5 separate regions of the Mus musculus genome follow, and all the other regions are linked to region 4. A link is a contact called in public Hi-C and HiChIP or PLAC-seq data. All regions are on one chromosome and are shown on one strand. The core of a region is the stretch at or near the end of the contact, and the rest is flanking DNA. Distances in the headings are between cores, read along the strand shown.

Region 1 (2,975 bases), core at 58-2,557, 280 kb after region 4:
ATGAGTAATGTCCACAGCTGTGGCATCCAACAATGGAATTAACATTTCAGCAGGAAGCAGAGAGAGCCATCCCAGTAGAGCTGAGGCAGATCCAACAACCTTCCCAACTCCCGCAATCCTAAGCAATCCTCTTCGGAGGCTACGGTGTGTGTGCGCGTGCGTGCTTCCCAGAGTTGAACGTGTAAATCTTTTACATGACTCACTTGGCTCGAAAATTCCTCCAATTGCTTAGTATTAGGAAATGAGACCGACTTGTTAAAAACACACTTAGAAAAAGATTAATTTCTAAGTGCTAGAATGCGTATGCGTCCTGGGGTCCAGGCATTTTTTTTTTAATGCCTTATTTCCTGAAAGAGACGCTCTGCAGCTGAAAGATGTACTGGGCGATTTCTACCACCACACGCCTCACCACCTGAACGTCAATCATCATACAAAAAAAAAAAAAAAAAATCAACTTATTACAAACCCGGGCTAACTCCTCCCCAACAGCGATTTCAGACCTTCGGCTCCTAATACCTCGTCTCGGAGCTGCTGGGTCGAGCTAGCCTGTTCTTTGAGACTAAAAACCAGCAGCTTCGGTGCTTCTTTCCTAAAGGTAGCCAGGGCGACTGACACCGAACGGCTCAGTCTTCTCTCAAATAATGGCGTTGGTAATTCAGCCTCCCCGGCTTGGACTACCCGATACCTAAAAACTCGCAGCCCGGAGCTTGGAAATCGGGGAAGGCTGGCGGCACACAACACCCAGGCAGACGCGGGAAACAGACAAGGGCAGATAAAGCCAAATGGTCCCCAGGGTAAGCTGCCCTGGAGGCGCGCCCCACACGCCCCTGGGCGAGCCTCCGCCACCGCCACCGGACGATCGGGTCCCCGCTCCGCTGCCTCCCAGACGCCTCACGCCCCCTGCGCCGCTCCCGGGGACCGATGCATTCTCCGGGCTGGCGCGCGTGGTCCGGGGCAGATCACCCTGTGCATGGGTGCCCATCCGCCACTACCACGGCAGCGCCCCCCAAATTGAGCCGCCCCCTCCCCCCACGCCCCATTGTTCCCGGGAGGCCGCGAGCTGGGAGCGCAAGCGACTGGGACGGAGAGGTGCCGCAACTCACCCGCGATCCCGCACAAGAGCACGAAGCACAGTAGGCGCGCCATGGTAGCTGCCGGCCGGGTCGTGGCTTGCAGGTAAACGATCTCGGCTGGGAGCCCTGGTTTTCCCAGAGCCTGGTACACTCCCGACTGGCTCCCGGCGGTGGCAGCAGCGAAGGCACCTCTGCGCCCCGCCCCAGCTCGGCAGGTGAACGCGTCACTTCCGGCAGCACCCGGGAGCCCCTAAGCAAGAGCCCACAGTGTTGGCGCCCTGGGGTTGCCATGGAAACTGGGATCAGCCCGCGTCCCACCCCCCCTCCCCACCCCCACTCCCCTCTAAGGAACCTTCCAGTCCCAGCGGTCTTGCGCGCTGTACACCTGCTTGCGCTAGCAGCCACCTCCAGCTCTCCCGACTCCTGGTTAAATCGCTTTGTGAGCTGGGAAGCAGCGAGCCAGTCTCACTGCTGAAACAGTCACGCCCTCCTCCCCAGAGCCCAGCTCCAGGCCGGAATTGCTCCCTCTCCCTAAACCTTGAGCTAGGTTTCTTTCGACACACCACTAGCCAGCAGTCACCGCATCCTGTGGTCAGGGGTGGGGACCTCCTGGCACCCGTGTTTCCAAGGGCGATCAGAGAGCCCCGCCAATATCTTGCCTTCTTTTTGAATGGCTAGGTTCCTATTGAAGGCTCAGGAGAGGCTTTTCTTCCGCCCCTGTATACACTAGACCTATAAATTGAGGCGGCAGGTTTAACAAATACTTGGGGCTTTTCTCCTCCTTGCGATTATGAGTCGTTCCAGCCCTGAAGTTAGCCCACAGGGACAAAAGAACTTTAAAAGTGGGACCGGTTGGGGATGGCTAAGTGAACGGGAGTGGCTCTTGGAAATTAGGAATTTGAAAAGCCAGTGCAATCCCGCCCTGCAGCTCTCCCAAGCTGTTATCCTCAGACTTGCCTTTGCTAACTATTCTTGGTTGCTCTTCCCAGATTTTTTTTTTAACTGTTAGAAATGTTGAAATTCACAAGAGCCCCATATTAGGAGGTAGAAAACAGAAGAAACCAGCGTAATGGCCAAGAGTTAGGGGTCTTGGTGGGCAAGTTATTTAGAAGTGAAAGTGAAATCGTGCATTAAAAAAAAAAATGCTTGGTAGGTCCAGAGATGGCTCAACAGTTAAGAGCAATGGCTGCTCATCCACAGGTCCCGAGTTCAACTCCCAGCAACCACATAGTGGCTGGCTCACAACCATCTGTAATGGGATCAAGTACCCTCTTCTGGTATATCTGAAGACAGCGACAGTGTATTCAAATATATAAAAATAAATAAATCTTTTTTAAAAAATGCTTGCCCCCCCCCCCACAGAGCACATAGTGCTCAGCAAGTAGGGACTAATAAAGGAATATTGGGAATGCCTTGTTGCTTGTTGAACCAGAGAAAAGAGAGAAGGCAGGTGTAGGGGGTGATAGGGATGTCCCCACAGGCTCATATATTTAAATGCTTAATCACTATTTGGAAGGATTAGAAGGATTGGGTACTGCAGCCTTTTGGAGTAGGTGTGGCCTTGTTGGAGGAGGTGAATCCCTGGGGGCAGGCTTAGAGGTTTCAAAACACCCATAAGATCCTGGCTCTCTCTTGCCTCTTCCCACCTCCTCTCCTTTCCGATCAAGATGAGGCTCTCAGCTTCATCTGCCTCATACCTGCATCATTGCCTGTCTGCATGCTCCCTGCATGATAATTATGGACTGAAAACGGTAGGCAAGTCTCCAATTAAATGCCCTATTTTGTAAGAGCTGCCTTTGCCGTGGTGTCTATTCATAGTAACAGAACAATAACTGGGACAGAAGAATAACCAGACTTAAGGCTACAGGCTCCTACGGGGGAGGGAAAAGAGTAGAGTCCAAG
Region 2 (2,700 bases), core at 28-2,527, 380 kb after region 4:
TCTCACACCTGAATTTTTAAAGCTAAAGTTTTAAACTGATTTATTTTTTTCCCCCTCCTTGAATGGCTTTTCCTCCATATTCAGCTGTTTTGGGGTTGACATTGATGCTGGGCTCAGCACTTTGGAAGCAGAAAGATTCTGGATTTGAGGCTAGCGTAGAGTTGATATTGATACCCTGGAGGAAAAGGAAGTAAAGCAGACAGGGGTAGAAGGCTCCTCTGTTTCCACAGATAGAAACAGCCTCCTCATTTATAATTTTCCTAATCAACTATCTACTATCTATCTATTATATCTCTCTCCATCCATCCATCCATCCATCCATCCATCCATCCATCCATCTACCCATCCATCATCTACGCATTTCTTTCTTACATTTTTTTAATTTATTGATTGATTTACTTCTGCATGGGTGTTTGTGTGTCAATGAGCAAGCTGGCTAGCTAGGTAGATTACTTCAGTCACCAAACTCTGGGCTCAAGTGAGAAACTCTGCCTCCTTATAGAAGGTGGAAAACAATCAAGGAAGACGCTGGCCATCAACTTCTGGCCTCCATGTGTGCATCTGTACACGCACCTGTGTGTGCTCGTGTGCATGGGGTGTGGGGTGTGGGGTGTGGGGTGTGGGGTGTGAGTCTCTCTTCCTGTCATGTGTCCCCGGATTGAATTCAGATCAGGCTTCGTGATAAGTACCAGCTGAAGGTACTCGCTCTCTCGCTCTGTCTCTCTCTCAACGTCTGTCTGTCTCAACACTACTTTAATTTGCCACTGAGTGTTCTTAAAATTACTACAAAAACCGGAAGCCTGATTTGGCATAGGGTTCTCAGTTTTGGAAGAGAAAAAAGAAAAATCTAACAGAATTTTAGGTAACTGCGAAATTTCATGAGAATATAATCCTTATTAGTAGCATTAAACTCAGCCCGCAAGTAACAGATTACTGTGTTTTCACAGCCCACTTTGTGTTGATCGTCTTTACGTTCCTTTCCGCCCCGCCCCACCCTTCTATTCCCAGTAGCCCCCTCAGAATGCTGCATTAACTTTCAACCTTCATTTTTTGTCTTTGAGCAAAAGGCGATCACGTCAATTTCCAAATGGCTTAGTAGTTTCATAGGCGTTATTTTGGGAGCTCAGTGGGCAACGTGGCTTTTTTTTGAGAGAGAACAGCGACATCTCTTGGCCGTCACGGGTACTGCGCGTTCAGGGGAGGTTGCAAATTGCACCTCATTGGGTTCTCCGAAGACATACATCTGTGAGGCGAAGTTTTCAGTGGTTGTTGTGGTCGAAAGCAGAGCCCACACGAAAACATCCGAGAGTCAGGAAATGATGACAGCGGTGCTAATCTCATTCTGATGTTTGACAGGTGCCTGACTGGTACTGTGATGGTTTTTAAACGATCAACTGTTCTTTGACAATCTTTCCTTTAGAAATAGAGTCTAACCATTTCCTTGGGTGTGGGCTTAACCAACTGACCAGCACTTTAGGAATGTAATCTGACAGAAGTGTTGGGGAGTGGGGGTGGGGCCGCTACTTTCAAGGGTAAGTCCTAGAAAGCCATAGAGCCATTTTCTTTCATCTCTGGGAGCTGTTACAACTAAGGACCTGCAAGTCCTTTTCTAGAGAAGTCCACGTGGTGAGAAAGTGATCCAATCTAACCATACATCAAGTAGGGAGCTGAGGCACCATGGGACTGAGTTATCTTTCGAAGCCTGCCTCAGTCTCCGGGAAATCTTATCTATGTCCTCAGTCAATCGTAACTGTACCCACATCAGAGATCCAAGCTATTCAGCTGAAATCCTTCCAGATCCCATACAAACACTGTCATATAATACAATTTGTAAGTAGAATTAACAGAGCCAGTAAGATATAATGAAAGATAAATTATTTCCCCATTTATGTATATAAAGAGGTATTGGATGGTCTGAACTTAAATACACTTTACATTATTCAAAGTAAGAGTTCTTAGCAAATAGAACTTTGGGTGCTTGGGAATCAAGCAGGACTATGGTGTGAGAGTCCAAGACAGTGCGCTGTGTAATAAGTGTGTCCTGTACAAAGTTTGGGAACCATATGTAAGCATACTAAACATGGCTTTACTTTAAAAGCTTTTAGGCATATAGAATGACTGTTTTGGATTTGAAAAATTTATTACTTTTAATACTTGACACATGCATTTCTCATGTCAGTGGGAATATGAAAACAGAAAAAAAGTTCCATTCAGAATTAAAATTTCCAAGAAAGTGATTATTTGAGTATAAATAGGTGAGTATTAATTAAACAGGAAGGGAGTTTTTTTCCCCTTATTGATTTAAGATACATGAGGGCTAATATAAAAAATGAGAACATGTTAATTTGCCTACACAAAGAGTGGAAAGGACAGGTTATAGGTGTTCTAAGTCACTCTGTATGTGCGGTGCCGTTAACTACAGCAGGCTGTTTATTGAAAATAGAAGACGCAAAGCACCCCCTGGTGGCCGTTGTTGAAGTAACCGTCCAACTGCAAGAGAAGGCTTATAAACTTTTTTGAGACAGTATTTAAATGGGATCTGTCATTCTTTAAGTAAACTTACCGATGGCTCTGGATTTGTAGTTTGCTGGACACAATAACTCAGTGTTTTCTAAAAGCTAATTCAGCAACATTGGATAGTCTTGTTTTATAGAAGAAAAACCCTTTTCAGGTCAAGGCATTAGGGAAACACAATGTGTG
Region 3 (3,000 bases), core at 172-2,671, 350 kb before region 4:
ACATTCAACAAACGCACTCCAACAGTTTGATGAGCATAGCAAGAGCTTTCTCGATGGGTGACTGTCCAGCTGCCGTGTGCGGTGCTGTTCACATTTGCCTCAAACACAGAAAAGCCTTAAAAGATTTTTCCCAAACTAAGAGAAGAAGATGGATACAGTGTGGATGACATTGAGCACCGGGGCTGTGTGTGCGGATGGGAGCGGGAATCAAGAGACAAAGCAAGGAAGTTTTGCAAATTTGACCTTTCACTGATTTGAGAGACTTAATTGTGCACCTGTTGTTTGAGCAAATCCAAATTCATCACCACAAACATCTCAAAGCAAACCTCCACCCAGCTCCAAGAGGTGTTTCCTGAGTGTTCTAATTTTGAAATTAAGTCCAAAAGCGAAGGCGACAGGGCAGTAGCTCTCCCCTGTTCTTCTTCAGTCCTCCTGAGAACAAAGGCTGCAAACTCAGACATCTGGACTGGTCTGGTCTCAGAAACCATCCTTGTGAGCACCCTGGCTGGACTAGAGCCAGACCAACAGGAGGTGGCGTTCATGCCACAGCAGCTGCTCAATGTCCAAGCTTGGTCAACCAGGCTCTACCACACCCCTCTCACAGGTGCCCCAGTCCTGTCTGCCTGTGTTCCACTCACCTGCTTCCAAATAAACTAGAGACTCTTGCCCTGAAGAGACAGAGCTGTTCCATATTTAGCTTAAGCTTGCTCCCCAACTATAGAAAAAGGCACTCCAAAAAAAAGGAAACTTTTCTGTTATGCAGGGAGAAGGTGAAAGGAAAGAATAACAGGTTTTCCACCTTCTCTCTGGACGCCTACTAAGTACTGTTTTCCAAGTCTATAAGGAGTCCCCAACCTAGTGCAGAGTACTCCATACCGCCCCAGAATCCCAAGTCCCTTGTTTTATGCTGCTCTGACTCACCACTGACCACCCTTCGGGCAAAGGCTCCCTGGGCACAGAGCAGCGCAGCTCCCAGCAAGAGTGAGGCGATGCGGATCATCCTGGCGAGCCTTCTGCAGCAGGTGTCCAGTGAAGGAAAGACGAGGTCTTCCCGCAGCGCGGCCACCGCCGGTGGCTCTCACCAGCAGCTTCCTTGCTTTCCTGCTGGGTCCTACTCCCTCCTTCCCAGCGCAGCAGCTAGGATGCCTGTAAGCATCGCCTTTAGGGAGGACCTTCTGCCAGGCTGCCCCGTGCCGCACTGGGCTGGAGTGCAGGACACCGTGGGCGTGTCTGGGAGCAGGGGACAGTGTTATGAGTTCCTCTGTCTGTATCTGTTGGAAAGGTGAAACGGGAGTTCTAACGCAAACCTAAGCAGCTGCCTTCCCTTCCTTCTCAGGTCTCTGTGTTCTAAGGGACTGAGCTGGTGTGTCCTGGTAGTGGCTTCAACAGCAGCAACAGCAGCAGCAACAGCAGCAACAGCCGCTCTGCGCTGGCGGCACTCTCTTATATATGCCCAGAGCCTGGGGTTCCAACCCCTAGCTAGTAATCATTTTAACTACTTCGTCCCTCCTGCCAAGTGGAGCATCTGGCCCCTCCCCTAAAAGCCGGAGCCACTTTGAAAAGAGTCCAGTCAGCAGTCCCTCCTCCTCCACTCCCGGTCCCCACCCCCTTCCCATTTGCCAACAGACTTCAATACTCATTTGTGTAAAATGTGACAGCTTTGCTATTAAACTCGGGCAAAAGTTGGCTCCATTTGGTTTTCTCGGAGATAAATGTCCACGAGGATGCCAAGTTTCAGGGCCTTTCTCTTTTTCTGCTAAATTGCTTGATCATATGTATGGTGAGATGCGGGGCACTAGCCACTATTTAAGATGGATTGGCAGAGTGGAAGCCAAAACCTGCTCAGTGAATTATATAATGTGGCAGCTTTTTCCCCACCTAGGTTCTGCAAATAGATTATTTCCAAGCAGGTTGCTTGACTAAATTGCCATAGAAGTAATTTGAAAAGAATCTTGGAAACAAGCCCCCCCCCCGACTAATTTCAGTCTCAGTGTTTGCAACTCCAAGGGGGGAAAGTCCAGGCAAAATAAATAATCTGAATTGTTGAGAACTTCACGAATGCAAAATGAGTGTATTTCTCTGAACGTATCCATCAGTGGTCTATGGATTCCATTAAAAGTAAGCCAGCCTGGTCTACAAAGTGAGTTCCAGGACAGCCAGGGCTATACAGAGAAACCCTGTCTCAAAAAACCAACCAACCAACCAAACAAACAAACAAATAAACAAACAAAAAAGTAAGTCTCACTTTAAGGAATATGTATGTGCCTTTCCAAACCTGACCCACTCTTCTGTAACAGTCCAATGGCTGGCTTACCATTTTTATGGAGTCAGAGATGTTCGTGAGAGTTCTCATAATGACAGTTTACACATAGTCCATAATAGGAAACCTGAAAATGTTCTTAGGATCAGCTTCTGTAAAACAGGAAAGTTTTTTTGTTATGTTGCTTTTCATTATAATTTATAATTAATTAATTAGGTTTTTTATGTGTACAAGTATGTGATTGTGGGGGTGTGTGTATGTGTGTGTATGTATGTGTGTGTGTTTGTGTGTGTATGCGATTGTATGTGTGTGATTTTGTGTGTGTGTGTGTTTGTGTGTGATTTTGTGTATGTGTGTGTGTGTGTGTGTCTGTGTGTGTGTCTGTGTGTCTGTGTGTGTCTGTGTGTGTCTGTGTGTGTGTGTTGAGGCCCAAAGGTGCATTCAGGAATCTCCCTTCTTTCCATCTTATTCATTGATGGGTGAGTCTCACAGTGAAACAAGATCTTATGATCCATATGACCTGTCTCCTTAGCCCGATTGCTTAATGACCCCATCTTCAACTTCAGAGGCTAGATTGCTGGAGGGACACCACAGCCACATGGCATTTGTGTGGGTTCTGGGGATCCTAACTCTTATCCTTTTGTTTAAGTGCCAAGGGCTTTAACTGCTGAGCCATTTCCTCAGACCCCATTATATTGCTTAAATGCACCAAGATTTCTTAAATAGGATCATTTCATATT
Region 4 (2,921 bases), core at 53-2,552:
GGATATGATCATGCACACATCATACACACCACATATACAAACATACACATACAAATATAAACTTTGTAAAAATCACTTTAATTAAATAAATGAGTAGAATCCAAAATGCAAGATATTTAACACACCCCAAATTTTAATATGCATAGGGGGCAGGGACCTATAAAATATTCATTATTATTATTAATGGGGGGGCGTGTCCTGGTGACTGTGGGACACTCTTGGAGGACAGCTTTGTGGAGTTAGTACTTCCGTTCCACTGGGAATGGAGCTCAGGTTGCCAGGTTTGCCATAGCAAACACTCCCCCTCCCCCATCCCACCTCATGCCACCCCCGCTGAGGCACCTCAGGTCCATGGATCTGGGGGTCTTTTTCAGAGCAAGGTATTGATTTCTGGATTCTGCATTTGTAAAAACGCCACATGGGGTCTTTGAGTCATCCACCACACTTCGGTAGCATGGGCACAGATGACTTTTTTGAGTCCTTGATTAGTGGCTTTACCTCCGCAGCCTTGAGTTCAAGCTCCAGTTTTTGTTTCTAAGAAACTGCGATAAAGGGTTAGTCACCACTAAACTGCAAGAGCCGAGTTTCCTGTTTCTCTTCTGTGGACTGTTGAGAAAGACTAGCATAGCAAACGTAACTGAAAGTATTGCGTAGACTTGTGGCCTAGGCAAGGCTTAAGGAGTCAAGCAGATGATGAAAGTACATTTACATACTAAAAAAAAAAAAAGTTTAGGAAAGGGGTAGACTTAAAAACAAGAGGCGGAGCCTCGGGAATGTTTTCCGTGGATGTGCATGGGAGGTACCACATCGTGATACATAATTCGAAGAAAAGATGCTCTGCTTCTAGAATTATACCTAAATCGGGATATCTGAATTATCAACTTTTATCTCATTCAGAAAGTCAACCAACATGAAACAGGAGTTCAAGGATAATACTTGGTTCAGGCTCCTGGTTTTGAAGCAATACACTCCCCACGCGTGTGTGCCTTTCTCCTCCTCCACCCCTCAGGCTTAGCCGTGGGCCCATTCCTGCAATCCGCAAGTGGCTGGAGTTTTCAGGGGCTGCAGGGAGGCGGGCCGGACGGGTCCATGTGCGCCACGCGGAGGGGAGCGAGATGCTCTCCGCGGAGGCGCAAGAGGATGCGCACGGGGGCGCGGGGCGGCGCGGGGCGGGCGGAGGGCGGCTACACTCCCTGCGCTAGGGTGGCCACGTGGGGCCCTGGGGCTGTGGGCTGGCCCGGCCGCTCTCCCCGTGGGCGGCTCGGGGTGGCGCAGGCGGCCCGGGCGGGGCGGAGCGCGCTGCTGTCTGCGCTGCGGCGCCGGCGGAAACAATAGTGCGGATCGGATCGTGGCGCGCGGACGGTGGCCCGCGGAGCCGGACGGTAGAGGTCCTTCTCTGAGCCGCTCTGGTGCTCAGGACCAGTGCCGGGACGGACGGACAGACGAGACGGATCCCACGCCGTGCCGGACGCCCACGATCCTCGAGTGGCGTCCCCGGGACCCTCCGGTCCGTGGCTGAAGAGTCTCCGACGTGAGCCGATCCTTCCCGGGTGTCCCAGTCCCCACGTGCGTCTTGCCGCGGCGGAGCCGGGGAGCCGGGTAACCGAGTTAGCGGGACGCCTCCAGACGCTCACCCAGAAGTTGGCAAAGCCGCGTCCCAGCGGCTCCTTCTGGCCACAGCGACCGACCCGAAGTTGGTTGACAGGCCGGGTGTCTGCCGGCGCGACCCGGGAGGCGGGTGTCTCCTGTGGGCAGCCCTTTTGCTTTTTCGCAGTAAAACTGTGATACTGTAACTCCAGGTATGGCGATGCTTGCCTGACAGGGCTGTTGCAAACGCCTCCTTTTTCGGTTTTTGGGGGGGTTTTTGGTCGGTTACTGCAGGCCATAAGCAAGTTTTTGCCGTTGTGTAACTTGCTCCTTTCTCTTTCCTCATAGGGGCACTATGAACGAAGAGGAGCAGTTTGTAAGCATTGACTTGAATGATGACAACATTTGCAGTGTTTGTAAACTGGGAACAGACAAAGACACGCTCTCCTTCTGCCACATTTGCTTCGAGCTAAATCTCGAGGGTAAGGATTCTGCGGTTTTAACTGCGTGCCGCGTACTACTTTGTGCAACTTAGGCTGAGATGTTTGGAGGTAACACTGCAACTGCTTGAAAGCCTAGAGATTGTCCTAAGTGAAGATCTGCTAAGGGTTTCTGGAAATGAAGCCAGAGTTAACAATAGTTATGAGTCGAGGGAAATGTTTGTCTTTATAACAGAATGTTAAGCTCCTTTTAACTAATATGAAATGAAGTGCAGGTATTGTCTGATAAACATTTAAGAATCAACATGACCGTACACGTGGGCAGATATAATTTTACTCCTTTCTGCCAAACTTAGTCTCTATTTTTCCCATCATGTGGTGAATTTTAACTAACTTTTATTTTTTTAAGTTGTTTATATCAGATTTTAAATAACTTCCTTTAATATTAATAATCTTTTTAAAAAAGGACTTTTCAATTCTTTCGATGCCAGTACCATTGTGAGAATGTGTAAAAGAAATGCTTGAGAAATTAAACCTTTTGCTGAAGGTTGTGTTGGGTACACAGATAACTGGGTCCTAGATGTTTCCAGGAAACATGGGCTGTGAGCTTTCTATTTGCACTGTCACAGTGAAACCCCAAGTCTTTTGGGGTATCTATGAGTCACACTGAAGAAGAATCTTAAAATTTCCCCCAAAATAAAAATTTGTGTATAACTTGAATTTTGAGGTTCTAATGTGTCTGTCAGTAGAGAAAGATCTTACTAGATACTAAATATTTTGAAATACCTAGATGCTTAAGGGCTTGGTTTCAAAACAACATTTCATTTTGTCTTTAAAGACTTTCATGATTTTTTTTTTGTCTTATTAAGAGGGACAATGTATCCTTATTGCTAA
Region 5 (2,706 bases), core at 108-2,607, 360 kb after region 4:
GAAAGAAATGGTAGTTATCAGTTGGAAATTAGATCAGAGGTATGCTATATTTTAAAGTAAGTGGTCAGTTGCTTGCTTATCCTGCTAATTATCATTTTTCTTGGAATCATTTTCAGAGGCAGTGGGTGCCGCTATTTTAAGCATGATTGCCCGTGTTATAATGAAAACTATATCATTTCCCTTTTAGAGTTAAAGCCAGGCCAGGTTAATCAGGAACTTTTAAAAATTGTGTGTGTGTGTTTGGGGGGATGCACACAGTATGTGGGTACTATAGTGTCTATAGTGACCCTCCCTCCCCCCAGCCAGTTGTCCAGGTGCTGGCACCCCACCAATCCTCTGCAGCTGCTCTGATTCTGATCCTTTTGCTAGAATTTCTCCTTCAGTCTCTCACTGACTCCCAAAAGTAGAATTTTTTTCCTGCAAGCTCCAGAAACTTTCAATACCCTTTAACGAGATTCCCTTGTGCTCCTGATCACCACAAAGGCAGTTTTGTGACACACGACTTACCCTTTCCAGGCAGAAAGTCCCCTTTGGGGGCTCTGCTCTGCACACCAGGAAGCTCTAGTGAAAAGTCAGTCACAGGGAGTTAAGAGGAAAAGGAAAGCCAGCTGAAAGCTAACCCTTCCATAGCTTAGCCACTTCCCCTGCTGCCCGCTCTGAGCGTGAGTGCTTCCCTGTTTTGATTAGACATAGCTCAAGAAATGGCTGCCACCGAGTGCGCCAAGACTGACTGAAATGATGCCAGCCTCCATGAGAACAGAACAGAGGAAGCTATGGCTGTAGATGTGCACGAAGATATGACTGTTCACTGGTTAAAGCATGAGGGCTGGCAAAAAAAAAAAAAAATTTAACAAGATCATTAAGATCAGGGGGAGAAGGGGAAAGGTATTTCTGTGCTATGCTTCTCTGACACAGAAGCAAAATGCAAAAAATTGAGAGAGATGGGAAAGTCCATTGAGATTGCTCAGTGTGTAAAAGCACTCGACACCAAGTCTAATAGCCTGAGTTCAGACCCGAGAAGATTGTCCTCTGACTTTCACGTGTGTGTCTGGGCATGTACACACACACACACACACACACACACACACACACACACACACACACACACACAGAGAGAGAGAGAGGGAGAGAGAGAGAGAGAGAGAGAGAGAGAGAGAGAGAGAGAGGGAGAGGGAGAGGGAGAGAGAGAGGGAGAGGGAGAGGGAGAGAGAGAGAGAGCTAAGCACTTAAGTCCAAATGAGCTGCAAGCAAGCTTATCAGACTCTGTTTAATTACTTACGTGCGTTTCCTCCAGCAAACCCCTCCCTGCTGTACCGACTGCACAAAGCTAGAAACTGAGAGAGTAGAAGGGCAGAGGAAGAGGAAGGGTCTGCTTTGAGCACAGGCGGGGTTATAAGAGGGCAAAGCACGACCTCTTTCAAGTTCAGGAAAGAAAGAAAATGGGAAGTAACTGAACTAATGTGAAACCAGAAAGGAACCCAAGAGCAAGGCACGAGAAGCGATGCAACCAGCTTCCCTCAGGAAGGGAGTTAACACTTGGCAGATGTGTCGGGATAGGACTTGGTGGTTAGGAAAATGGAGAGGTGGGGTTTATGGGAGAGTGATTTGGAAGTGAGTGGTATGAGCAAATTTAAAGGTCTTTAGGATAGACTTCACTGGAGCTGGAGAGGTGGCTCAGCTCTTAAGAGCACTGGCTGCTCTTCTGCAGCTTCTGAGTTCAAATCCCCTCAATCACTCGGTGGCTCACAACCATCTGTAATGAGATCTGACTCCCTCTTCTGGAGTGTCTGAAGACAGCTACAGAGTACTCACATAAATTAATCAATCTTTCTTCCTTCCTTTCTTTCTTTCTTTCTTTCTTTCTTTCTTTCTTTCTTTCTTTCTTTCTTTCTTTCTTTCTTTCTTTCTTTCTTTCGGGATAGACTTCACTGAATCTGACATAAGCATGTCAAGTATGGTTTTCTGACCACCCTGGTGAATGGTAGAATTTGAATAGAAGACACTGTGTACGGTATATGTCAATTTCCTATGTGAATAGAAAACACTGATCTTGGGATCAAGAGGATATGGGAGGAATTGTAGAGAGTGACATAGAATGAGTCAAAAAGGAGGCTTGTGTGACACACACACACATATCACAAAATAACCAGTGTGTGTTAAAGAGATGTTTTTATTATCACAACGGGGCGTCTAGAAGTCAGGTGAATGCCTGGAGTGAGACAGACTCAACACTGAATTGTGTTATTACACCAGATCTTAGTTGTTTTTGCCTTTATAACCCAGCCCGGGGCTTCGAATTAACTTGACTTTGGAATCTTAAGACAACTTCGCAGAGGGGCCAGAACTTTGTTCTCTGTTCATATGTCACAAGACATAGAGTGGCTTCAAATCTAGCACTTTCAAAAGGAGAATTCCCCAAAATGTCCCCAAGAAACCTTTCCTTGTATCTCACAGCCATTGAGTAATGATTGAACAATGCTCTAATCACTGGTAAAATAAATAAATAAGCAAGCAAGCCAACAAACAAACAGACAATATACACACATAGCTCTTACTTTAGATGAGCCATGTCCAGCTCTTAAGCTGAAACCACCTCGGCACATATTATACCCTTATGTCTCAATAAGAGAAAGTAAGAGTGAATATCAGGGCTCTGTAACTTCCCCAGTTACATTCATTTGTGACTACAAAGTGTCCCGGGCTCCT

The links. A called contact is a pair of places that touch in the nucleus more often than the background predicts. HiChIP or PLAC-seq counts read pairs in DNA pulled down with a chosen protein or histone mark.
Region 1: a Hi-C map of rod photoreceptor shows a contact between it and region 4, with 2.8 times the contacts expected there. The contact joins the promoter of Cxadr here to the promoter of D16Ertd472e in region 4. A contact is called at or near these places in 2 of 39 promoter capture datasets (embryonic stem cells and liver), 7 of 484 Hi-C or Micro-C datasets (LSK cells, embryonic stem cells, epidermal suprabasal cells and 2 more), 3 of 115 datasets of contacts at active chromatin or transcription factors (embryonic stem cells and pancreatic cancer cells) and 1 of 9 other capture datasets (adipose tissue).
Region 2: a Hi-C map of natural killer cells shows a contact between it and region 4, with 7 times the contacts expected there. The contact joins the enhancer-like site here to the promoter of D16Ertd472e in region 4. A contact is called at or near these places in 11 of 39 promoter capture datasets (the 3T3-L1 cell line, the C10 cell line, cranial neural crest and 6 more), 2 of 15 datasets of contacts at CTCF or cohesin (CD8 T cells and large pre-B cells), 14 of 484 Hi-C or Micro-C datasets (B cells, CD4 T cells, DN3 thymocytes and 10 more), 18 of 115 datasets of contacts at active chromatin or transcription factors (the 230-238 cell line, CD8 T cells, DN3 thymocytes and 13 more) and 2 of 9 other capture datasets (adipose tissue and liver).
Region 3: an H3K4me3 HiChIP or PLAC-seq map of neural tube shows a contact between it and region 4, with 4 times the contacts expected there. The contact joins the promoter of Chodl here to the promoter of D16Ertd472e in region 4. A contact is called at or near these places in 2 of 39 promoter capture datasets (cranial neural crest and neural stem cells), 5 of 484 Hi-C or Micro-C datasets (muscle stem cells, myocytes and uterus) and 1 of 115 datasets of contacts at active chromatin or transcription factors (neural tube).
Region 5: a Hi-C map of peritoneal macrophages shows a contact between it and region 4, with 5 times the contacts expected there. The contact joins the enhancer-like site here to the promoter of D16Ertd472e in region 4. A contact is called at or near these places in 4 of 39 promoter capture datasets (the C10 cell line, liver and pre-B cells), 8 of 484 Hi-C or Micro-C datasets (DN3 thymocytes, Sertoli cells, adipose-derived mesenchymal stem cells and 5 more) and 6 of 115 datasets of contacts at active chromatin or transcription factors (the 230-238 cell line, bone marrow-derived macrophages, forebrain and 3 more).

What each region holds. Positions count from the first base shown.
Region 1 is chr16:78,300,003-78,302,977 of GRCm38.p6, reverse strand. Cxadr (coxsackie virus and adenovirus receptor) reads right to left here and starts at 1,307. Exons shown (of 7, transcript NM_001025192.3): 1 at 1,104-1,307. The coding sequence starts at 1,146.
Region 2 is chr16:78,197,433-78,200,132 of GRCm38.p6, reverse strand. No RefSeq gene overlaps it. Among named protein-coding and RNA genes, the nearest start is that of Gm31613, 24 kb to the left of the region's middle. Within about 2 kb of position 1,277, at least 56 of the 459 cell types and tissues checked have an H3K27ac peak or open chromatin away from gene starts, as enhancers often do. A contact at or near this core is called in the 230-238 cell line, CD8 T cells, DN3 thymocytes and 7 more, where this site is marked.
Region 3 is chr16:78,929,369-78,932,368 of GRCm38.p6, reverse strand. Chodl (chondrolectin) reads right to left here and starts at 1,421. Exons shown (of 6, transcript NM_139134.4): 1 at 922-1,421. The coding sequence starts at 1,000.
Region 4 is chr16:78,575,069-78,577,989 of GRCm38.p6, reverse strand. D16Ertd472e (DNA segment, Chr 16, ERATO Doi 472, expressed) reads left to right here and starts at 1,302. Exons shown (of 5, transcript NM_001252439.1): 1 at 1,302-1,566; 2 at 1,936-2,069. The coding sequence starts at 1,943.
Region 5 is chr16:78,215,807-78,218,512 of GRCm38.p6, reverse strand. No RefSeq gene overlaps it. Among named protein-coding and RNA genes, the nearest start is that of Gm31613, 5.5 kb to the left of the region's middle. Within about 2 kb of position 1,357, at least 101 of the 459 cell types and tissues checked have an H3K27ac peak or open chromatin away from gene starts, as enhancers often do. A contact at or near this core is called in bone marrow-derived macrophages, forebrain, memory CD8 T cells and 4 more, where this site is marked.